Linked DNA regions of Mus musculus: region 1 is linked to region 2. The links are chromatin contacts, called in public promoter capture Hi-C maps. All regions are on one chromosome and are shown on one strand. Each heading gives the region's core, a stretch centred on a gene start, on an enhancer-like site or on the middle of the called end of the contact. The rest is flanking DNA. Distances are from core to core; before and after follow the strand shown.

Region 1 (5,294 bases), core at 1,610-4,109, 900 kb after region 2:
GAATCAATATCAAGTCCGCACAAGCTCGGTTTAAAAGGAAACAAACACAGGGACTAACAGAAAGCGTGTGGGGATTTCCCAACACGCCTTCCAGGGCCAGGATTACCTGGATCCTAACAAGAAGAAGGAAAAAAAAATGCATTTCATAAAAAAAAAAAGCCACCGACAGAGTATCGCATGAATCTTAGGACAGAAGTCCTACCAAAGTGAAACCAGTAACGCACCCGGACAATGGCATCCCACGACCTGGGGTTTCTCCCGGGGCACATTTGCTCTGAGGCAGAATTGAATTCTCTGTTACCTTAGAAGTAAGTTTTCTCTCAAAACTACAGTTATTGCCTCCCCCTTTAGGAAAGTGGCAAGAGATTTTCTTAAAAACTATTTCTTTTTCTAGAAGAAAATGCAAATTAGTTCTTTTGGCAACTCTCCTAAGCTCTGCCCAACAGCCATCTGGCAACAGCTTGCTTCTCCACCCTCCAGGTGTGAGCCAACCCAGTTTATAAGAAGGACTGCAGGAGCCGGGCACTCAGGAGGCAGAGGCAGGTGGATCTCTGGATTTCTGAGTTCGAGGCCAGCCTGGTCTACAAAGTGAGTTCCAGGACAGCCAGGGCTATACAGAGAAACCCTGTCTCAAAAAACCAAAAAAAAAAAAAAAAAAAAAAAAGAAGGACTGCAGGACTACCTCAGCTCTCTCTCTGTCTCCCTGCTTCCTACCCCTCTCTTCCTCCTCCTCCTCCTCCTCCTCCTCCTCCTCCTCCTCCTCCTTCTCTCTCTCTCTCTCCCTCCCTCCCTCCCTCCCTCCCCATCTTTTCTCTCTCTTCACCCAGTGTTTTCAGTTGGCCTTTTCTTCTCTTCCTTCCTCCCTCCTCTCTCTTTCTGTCCCTCTCTGTCCCCCTCCTTTCTCTACCTCTAACCCTTTTCCAGATCCCCTTCCCTTCTCCCAATAAACCTCCTTTTGTACTAGTCCTGTCTCAGGATAGTGACTTCTCAGGGGAACACCTTGGCCATCCCGCTGAGGTGCTCCCTCATTATACTTACACCCAGAGACACACAGGGCCAGATCATCTCTCTTAGGCAGAAAGAGCTCTAATAACAGTGCCATACAGAGAGGTTGTATAAGAAGGACTGACTCCCAGGCCTGTGGTGGGAGAAACAAAAGGTGTACTTGAAGGTTTCTTGAGCGAACAGGTCTTACACCAGGAGGAAGCCTTAATTAATTTGTGACCTAAGGTGATGTGTTTTATAAAAAGGTCAAAGATATGTTTTATAGGGCACAGTATGGTGAGGTGGGAGGGGTGCCTCAGTGGGCACATGCTAAGACATCCCTTTCCCTGAGGTACCAGCCATAGGACAGTTATTGTATGGAATAGTTTATTTGGGGGCATGGGAAGGGGAGTTGAGAAAGCAGTAGAGGCAGAGAAAGAGAGAGAATGAAGAACAGAGAGGGGGGGGAGGCCAGAGCCAAGAACAGTGGAGAGAAAGGGGGAAGGGGAGAGAAGGGGAAAGGGTCAGGGAACTTGAAGGGGGTAAGAGAGAGAAGAGGGCAGAGAGAGCAAGGAAGGGTCAAATAGTCCCTTTCATAGCAAGCCAGGCCTACCTGGCTGTTGCCTGGTAACTGTTGAGCAGAGCCTAGAAGGAATGCAACCCTATGTAAAAGGGGAGGAGCACGGGACTTAGAATACATGACAGGGATCACTCTTTGGGGATAAGCCAGTAGGGCTTGGCTAGTGTATGACTTGTATGTAATACCTAAGTCTTGCCAGGCAGCCTTGAACCCTGGGAGGCAGGGGTTCTGAGCGAGCTCCTGGTCTGGTCTCAACAGCCCTTTCCTGGTTGTGGTGATGACATCACTCACTGTCGCTTGCAGGCTTGGTGTTATTCATATAACTTAAATCCTGAGCGCAGGAAAAGCTGTAGGAGTGCCTGCTGCTGTCTCCTCAAACTCCTACCTCATGGCTATTGTTGATATTCTGTCCGGACTCCACCCCCACAGTTACCAACTCAGAAATCCACCTGCCTCTGCCTCCTGAGTGTGAGGATTAAAGGAGTGCACCACCATGCCAGGCATCTCTCTGTTGCCTCTTGCCCCCTTGCCTCCCCTCTCACCCCATTCCCTTCCCCCCTCTCTCCACGTGGCCATGGCGGGCTTCTACTCTTCTTCTCTCTCCTCTCTGCCTTTCTCTGCCTCTACTACTCTCTTAACTCCCCTTCCCATGCCCTGAATAAACTCAATTCTATACCGTCCTGTGGCTGGACCCTCAGGGGGAAGGGATGCCTTGGCATGGGCCCACTGGGGCACCCCCTTCACCCATATCTCACCACACCCCCGTAGAACATATCTTAATAGCTCTTTCTCTTTTTATGATCACAAGAGCTATGGGAGGCAAACTCTTAATCCTCGTGACTATGGGAGGCAGGTTGAAAAGAGCCTTCGTGGGAGTGGCCTTCCAGGTACACACACAGAGCTGTAACTTAAAACTCTGTTTCTCCTATCCTTGGTCTCTAGGAAATTCACCAGCTTACAAAGTGTCTTCTGAAAAGAGGAAAACATGACAGGAAGCTACTGCCATGCTGGCCTCCGGATCCCCTCCAGCACCCACTTCCCACCCTGTCCTGACTCACGACACTTGTGTCCCCCCAAACAAGGACATGCACAGCCGCAGCATGAAGTGGTCACGCTCAGGGGACCACACTGGCTCTACAGCCACGATAACCACCACCATCAATGTGCCCAGTGAGGTCTCAGTGCCTGACTACCTGATCTGGTCCCTGTTTAGCACACTCTTCATGCTGTCCAGATTCTGTGGCCTATGCCGGACGGTGAACGTGGAGGAGGAAGAGCAGGAATCTGAGAAGCTGAGAACGTGCTTGAGCCTGAGGCTCCACCTTGCCCAAATAGTGCCTGGTGTGTGTTGGGGGAGGGGGGAGCTTGTGCTGTGGCTGAATGACAGTCTGTTTGTCTGTGTGTGCCATGGAGTTGGAGGATGATACCTTGGAGATATCCAAGGTATATCCTGGGCAGATACAAGGTGATGTTGCCAGGATACCCTTGGGGTCAGATTGTACCCCCCACCCCCACCCCCGGCCTAGAGGAATTCTTACTGTCCAGTTCATGAAAAGCCTTTTCACCTTGCAGACTGGGCACAGACAGGACTCACGGGAAACAGAAACCCAAATGTAAAACGCCAAGATGCCTGTGCTAGGAGCTCCCACACAGTCTGTGCGTGAAAGGGGAACAGGGTCCCTGGCCTAACAGAGGCTGCATTGGGAATGGAAGATGGGGAACTGAGTTGGAACACTCTCAGCTCACTGGCTCCTGGGCACCTCACCATCTGTTTTCCTCCAGGCCTGGTACAGGAAGTGACTGGGGCTAAGTGGAAGGCTTTTGGCTCCCTGCTGCGGGCAGTGGTTAACAGCGTGCTGGGTAGGGGCCTCTTTTCAAATAATTGGCCTTTCCTGGAAAGGTAGGGCAGAGAGAACTGTCAATCCCAACTGCCATTTTCCCATGGTGCCCAAGAAAAGTGCAAATCCTGATGCAGACAGTCCTCAAATCTTGGGTAGATGGCCACTGCTTGACCTCGAAGAGAAAGATATCTGCTGTGCTGACAAACTTTGTCTGGAATTCCAGGGTGGCCCTGGATGAGGATCCGGGTTCCCTGAACTCAGTGGATGATGAAATGGGAGTTGGACATCCTCCCCTTTCCTCTGCCCACCCACCTCCCACAGCCTTGCTCGGGTTTATTCCTGGTTCTGTGGGTCGTGTTCCTGGGCTTAGGGGCAGCTGTGTGTGAAGGCAGATAGTCAACAGGAAGGAGGCTCAGGGCTCGGGCATCCCCTGCCGGTGGTTGGCGACGTTGGGACACGTCCTTTTCTAGATCCCTCGCTGAACACTGTTCAGTGTCATCCTCGCCTCCCCTCCAAATTTGCTGGAGTTTTCTGGAGGCCCCAGTATTGGTGCAAGGATTCCAGTCCTGTGTTCTAAGGATAAAATGTGTGAGTTCCGGAAGTCTATTCTAGTGCACTGAGTAGGGCCACACTGGGCGTGTCTTAGAGAGACTGAGGCCCTAAAGGCAGTGAAGACAGGATCCCAGCGGGAAAGCTGTTGTCTTACAGTAGGCTCCCCCAGAATAAGTCCTCGGGAGAAATCAAAGCCTGTTCCATTTGCACCAGCCAGTTGAAATTAAGTTTTGCTAATTATTAAAAAAATATTACACAGAACAAAAGTAATTGGTTGGGCTGGAAAGATGGCTTCGTTAAGAGCACCGACTGCTCTTCCAGAGGTTCTGAGTTCAATTCCCAGCAACCATATGATGGCTCAGAACCATCTGTAATGGGATCTGATGCCCTCTTCTGGTGTGTCTGAAGAGAGCAATGGTGTACTCATATAAATAAAATTAATAAATCTTAAAAAAAAAAAGGAATTGGTTTCCAACATTATATAATCACTTTGCTCCACAAACTAATTTACAATCTTGGGGTTTCCCATTTATTTCACCAAATGGCTGAAAGGCGACTGGAGAGTGAGCCATCAATTAAAACTCCTCCCTCAGGGTTGTGCTGGGGATAGTTTGAAACCAATAATTGTCGTACAGGACACATAACCCCATTCCAGCATCCGATGGGAACCAGCACACACAGGCTCCAGCTGAGATCCTTGACTCAAGACCAAAGCCCTGCTAAGTTCTGCTCTGACTGCAGCAAGCAGCAGCTGACATCCCAAAGTCATCGTTAGTTGATGACTAGAGTCCAAAGACATCAATCATAGCAGGAGGTTAAGTGAGCCAGGGCCAAAGACACAAATAACAATTAAAACAGTAGCAAAGGCTATGGAAGCCCAGGTCATATGATCATGAGCTGGATGGTTCCACGGTTTGTTTGGTTTTTTTTTCACACATACATGTACATTTTATTTGTGAATCATAGGTTGTCAAATCAAATTTGAAAATGAGACATTATTTCTTTAGAGATGAAAGAAAATAATCAGAATTGTCATTATTTTTTGTGGGTTCCACACTACCACAATACTCATGTTTGACAGTTCATGATTGTTAAATACCAGGACAATTTCCAGGGCACTCGGGAATCATTCTGGAGATGATTTCAATCTTCTCACCACTTCTGAAGCAATATGCAAGTAAGCTTTGGCCTCATCACTTCCAGGCTGAGAAAAGACAACTGGTTGACCCATATCCGAAGCTTCCCTTATACTGAGGTGCAAGGGAACATCTCCTAGAACACCAAGATCAAGGGTCTGTGCTAGTTTTCTTGCACCATCAGCACCAAAAATATGAGTT
Region 2 (5,341 bases), core at 1,001-3,500:
CATCCATTCAGTGTGTGAATGTCTGTCTGTCTGTCTATATTTGTATGTGTGACATTATTAGAGACTGCTTTTGCTTCATCCTCTCAGCCTGTGTGTGTGTGTGTGTGTGTGTGTGTGTGTGAATTTTCTTTTCTTCCTTTTCTTTCTCGTTGGCACCTGACAGTTAAGAGTTCTGAGTCTCTCACTGGTCACTGAGTGCCAGGCCCAATCAAGCTTTGTTCGTTCCCTTGGAGACCAGTGTGCTGAGTGGTTTCTCTGACTGCTGGTTGCCATCAGCAGCAGACCCTGTTGGTCACCATCAGACCCTGTCGGTCACCATCAGACCCTGTCGGTCACCATCAGCACTGACAACGCAGCTCCATGCCTGCCTCTGTTTACCCCCTGGCCTTTGACATTCTGACAAGCTTTGTACCTTTTCAACTGCTGAGCCACAGCTCCATCCCACCCCCATTTTAAGCATAAATGGACACCGGAATTGTCAAGTGCACTTTTTCCCTGTCTCTTAAAAAAAGCTCATGCTCTTTGTCCTTCGTTTACAGCTTAGAAGATTAAACACTAGACCAACTTTACACTCTTGGGATCAATTCTTGTGTACTTTACTTGACACTATTTTATTTGTGGAGGATTATTGGTCTGCAGCTTTCATGACACTGCAGTGTCCAAGTGTCTTTCTAATGCTGTGACAAGACACATGACCAAGGCAACTTATAAAAGTGTCCAATTTGGGGCCTATTGTTTCAAAGGGCTGGAGTCTATGTCGGTCCTGATGGGGAGCATGGCAGGTGGCAGGCATGGCGCTGGAGCAGGTGATGACAGCTTGCATTTGATCCATAAACAGGAGGCACACCACACACACACACACACACACACACACACACCACATAGACACAACACCCCACATAGACACACACACACACACAGACACACATATACCACACACACACCACATAGACACATGCACACACCACATAGACACACACAGACACAGAGACAGACACATACATACCACACACACACATACACCACACACACATATCACACACATACACACTCCACATAGACCTGCACACCATATAGACACATACATAACAAGGTAGACACACACAGAGAGATACCAAACCACACACACCACATAGACACAAACAGACACATAGAGAGACATACACAACACCACACCACACACACACACACACACACACACACACACAGAGAGAGAGAGAGAGAGAGAGAGAGAGAGAGAGAGGTAACTAAGAATGGCATGGACATTTGAGCCACTATGTGGTTGCTGGGATTTGAACTCAGGACCTTAGGAAGAGCAGTCGGCGCTCTTAACCGCTGAGCCATCTCACCAGGCCCTGCATGGACATTTGAAACCTCAAAGCCTGCCCTCAATGACACTCTAATAAGTCCTTATCTCCTAATCCTTCCCAAACAGTTCCACCAGCCGAGGCTACTGTGTTAAAATGCATAAGCCCATGAAAGAGACATTTTTATCCAAACCACCACACAAGGCAACCTTGGACTTACAGAAGAAACATTGGACCATAGTCTTCCAATGCTGTGCCTGTCCCCATCACTCTGAAGAGGGTTGTTATAATGACATATTTGGTACTGTGTATTTGAGTAGCTTCTCACTATTGTCTCTTTGAATTTCAACAGTCTGGGGCATACCCCAGGCCAGGGGCTTCCTTGTTCTTGGGACTCCCTGAAGCTCTGGCTATCTGCAGTCACTGCCTGTCCCCACCAGGAGGACATCCATTTCCTGAGCTTTGAATATAGTTGCCTCTCTGAGGGTGATGTGCTCATTTACCTGGGATTTGGTGGGAGCACTGCAAGGTACAGCTGCTTCTTGGAGTAACAACTGCTCTATCCCAAGTCCCAAAAGAAAGGGGTGGGGCTCTGGGACCACTCAGCTACAAGAGTATTGGGGCTGGCAGTCTGGAGTATAGCATAGAGGGCTGAGGCATAACAGAGGACACAGAGCCAAGTGCCTATCTATGCAGGAGAGGGGAATGTAGGAGTTAGTTAGTGGTGCTGTGGTTGTGGCTGGAAGTCTAGTGCTAAAGTGGGCAGGTCTTAGAACTGGCAGGTGGGAGATCAAAAGTCTCCTGGGGGCTCAGTCTATGCTCTCTGCTCACGCTACATGGTGGGGCAGGCGTGGCTTATGGCTCAGTGATTGCTGGCCCCTGACCTCTGGTCAGACACACCCATGTAGGAAAGATAAAACCAGGGTTAGAAGGAAGAGGACCAGGCACCTGGACCCTGAGATCTACAGCTTCGCCATTCGCCTAGAGCACTGAAAAGGAGCCCCAGTCATGAAGAGGTGATGCCGTGGCCTCTGGGCCCAAACTTTTCTACTCATAAAAGCTGGCAGCTGGGGGCATTGATCAGGGTGGGCCTGGCTGTGTGGTTACGGTCATACTGGGTCTGAGTCTAGGAGCTCTGGCTTAGAGAGAGGCCCTGAGAGTTACTCCATCTCAACCGGAAACCTAATTCCAGGAGAGGGTCTTAGAGGAGGAGAGGGAGGAAGGAAGAGAGGGAGGAAGGGAGGGAAACAAGAAGGGATGGAGGGTGAGAGGAAGGAAGGAAGGAAGGAAGGAAGGAAGGAAGGAAGGAAGGAAAAAAGGAAGGGGAGGGAGGGAGGGAGGGAGGGAGGGAGGGAGGGAGGGAGGGAAAGGCCTCTTTTCTGCAAAACACTCACCCTCGGGTCTGCAGCTCAGGGTTTACCTCCAAGTGGCCTCCAACTATGCATGAGGGTGGTTTGTCCCATGGGGTCCCTGAGCCAGAGGAACATTAGGTCCTAAATCTCCCCTGGGAAGAAGCAACATTCCAGGCTGTGATGTCCCAAAAGGGACAGTAGCAAGGTAGGCGAGGCAGGGGAATATGTAGCAGGCCTTTGAGGGATGGCAGGGTAGAGGCAGTGCAGGAATCAGGGAACCTGAGAGTTGGTCACCCAGGAGCTAGGGTTTGTGTCTCAGGGAGGCCTACGTCCCCTGCAGGACCTTAGTTATCAAGGAAGCAGAGAGAGAGAGAGAGAGAGAGAGAGAGAGAGAGAGAGAGAGAGAGAGAGAGAGAGTGTGTGTGTGTGTGTGTGCAGTACAAAGGCTAGGATGAGGGTCTCCATGTTTATTTCTCTTCCCAGCACACAAATAGGCCTTTGCCTAGTGGTCCTGAGGTGAGACATGTGTATTCAAGTCTGTGTCCAGGTCCTTACCTGAGGCCTTTGAACCCTATCCCAAAGGGCTGAATCATAGAGACGAGAGTTTTCTGTGAGGCTTCATTCAACACACACACACACACACACACACACACACACACACACACACACACACACACGTATATACATGCATGCCATATACCAACAAACACACATATACTTCACATACATGCACATCTCTTTAGACCCACGTGTTCAGTATTTCTTCCGTCTTCATGATGGGGCTGGGGCTACTAGCCACTAGAAGTTATTCCCAATACCATGGATTGTGGCCTCAGGGATACTGTGGGGCATGGCCATGTGCTAGGGCCTCCATCCCCCACCCCTGTCAACATTTTCAGGCATATGTATGCATGTGTGTGCAAGCCCACATGTGTGTCCTTGTGTAGCCTCTGGAATCTTCAGCACTGCCAGTGTCCTGTCATAGCAGGGCATGAGGTGTCTTGGCCACAGGTGGAGAGCTTGGCATCAAGACACAGAGCAGGGGTGTCCTGAGCATTTTGCTTGCTTACTCTGCCTGCAGGTCCTTTTCTGTGAGGCCAGAGTCAAGATCTAACAATGGATCAGCAGAGACCGACCTTGGTCTCTCTGCCTATGACACACACACACCAGCAGCTCCAGCAGGTCTTGACTCCCTCACCACCTCACATTCTCTCTCTGGTCCCCTAGGTTTCTCCTGGCCACCTGTTTGGTGGCTGCACTGCTGTGGGAGGCAGGCGCAGCTCCAGCACACCAGGTATGCAAGGGGCCCCTCTGTCCAGCTCCATTCCTGGCTGCTGGCCTCTGCCCCAGTTAGCAGGAAATACCGGAAAGGACTTCTTTCTCTCCACCCCCTAAGCTGGCGAGGCAAGCAGGGATGTGTGGTGAATCTGGTAGCGGCACCATGTGAGCACAGATGAGGGGCCTCAGGAAGAGAAGGGTTTGAGCCCTTCTGGGGTCTCCTGGGCAAATCTCCAAGACACTGAGGTTAACCGGTGAGGACATGGGTCTCTATAACAGCCGGGCAACCAGAAGGACGTATGTGAGCCTCCATGACACCCAGGTGACCCCAGGATGGGAAAACATGGTCCTTCCTGGTGTTCAGGCAGCCCCAGGATGAGAGGATATTGGTCATGACACAGATGATTATGGGTAGGGACGTGGCAGTCCAAATGCCTCAGAAGACCCTGTGTGAGAGGGTCCTCTCCATACTACCCTGGGCACACTCACTTAGAGGATGGTTTATAGACTAGAAACAGTTGCCCTGGCTGAAAATTCACTGAGCTTGCCCTGGGCCAAGTCCACTCACTCTGCACATGTGGCAGAAAAAAGAGGATGAGGGAGGCCCACCCTCCACAGCCATCCACAGCTTCTTGGAGCTGGGCACTTTCCCAGGGTCACCCTGTGCCTCACGTCCTTCTTGGTACTTTGTCTTCATTAAGGTATTGCATTCAGAGGAGCTGACTACCTTCTGGGCCACTAGCCAGGATGGGGAGGGGCAAGCATAGCCTTAATTAGTGCAAAATACTGGGGTGGAGTGAGGGTGCAGAGTCCACAGTGAGCCCTGGGTACCAGCAGAAGAGCTCTATTTTCTCCTAAGCTGGCTGGGTTTTGGGAAGGCTGGCAATTTGGGAACAGGCTGGTGTCCTAAATCCTCTCTCTGCAGTTCTGATAGCCATGATAATCCTCATCCCCTAGAGTTAAACACAGTTGAACTGAAGCCCAGCCTGTTGGTGGGTCTCTCCCTGGTGTCCTCCAACCTTGGGTCACTAACTAGCAGAATCCCCACCTGTGACTCCCTCTCCTAGGTCCCTGTCAAGACCAAAGGCAAACATGTGTTCCCTGAACAGGAAACAGAGAAGTAAGTGTCCCAGAGGGCAAGTGTGGGCTGGTGCACTGGGGGAATTGGAGAACATGGCTATTCAGAAGCTTCTAGGAGGAAGTGATACTCAAATCCCACAGGCATCCCTCCTTGGGAGTTCCCTCCCAGGAGCAGGGACCACAGGCCATTTTCCAGATCCAGTTCTCCCTGCAGCCTCCAATGGGCCATGTTTTAGAACAGTATATTACCTACTCCCTTGCCCTTGAGGACCCTGCTCAGGGAAGGTTCTAACCTTCTTGGGTCCCATCCCTGCTCTTAGTGCA

What was found. Promoter capture Hi-C pulls out the DNA fragments that hold promoters and counts their contacts.
Region 1: a contact with region 2 is called in a promoter capture Hi-C map of pre-B cells, with 2.3 times the contacts expected there. The contact joins the enhancer-like site here to the promoter of Prap1 in region 2. A contact is called at or near these places in 8 of 39 promoter capture datasets (the C10 cell line, the HPC-7 cell line, embryonic stem cells and 4 more) and 1 of 115 datasets of contacts at active chromatin or transcription factors (T-cell acute lymphoblastic leukemia).

Annotation. Positions count from the first base shown.
Region 1 is chr7:140,987,497-140,992,790 of GRCm38.p6, forward strand. It overlaps the pseudogene Gm7514. Among named protein-coding and RNA genes, the nearest start is that of Gm33504, 15 kb to the right of the region's middle. Within about 2 kb of position 2,860, at least 77 of the 459 cell types and tissues checked have an H3K27ac peak or open chromatin away from gene starts, as enhancers often do. A contact at or near this core is called in the HPC-7 cell line and pre-B cells, where this site is marked.
Region 2 is chr7:140,091,146-140,096,486 of GRCm38.p6, forward strand. Prap1 (proline-rich acidic protein 1) reads left to right here and starts at 2,251. Exons shown (of 5, transcript NM_009475.2): 1 at 2,251-2,323; 2 at 3,887-3,953; 3 at 5,005-5,057. The coding sequence starts at 2,316.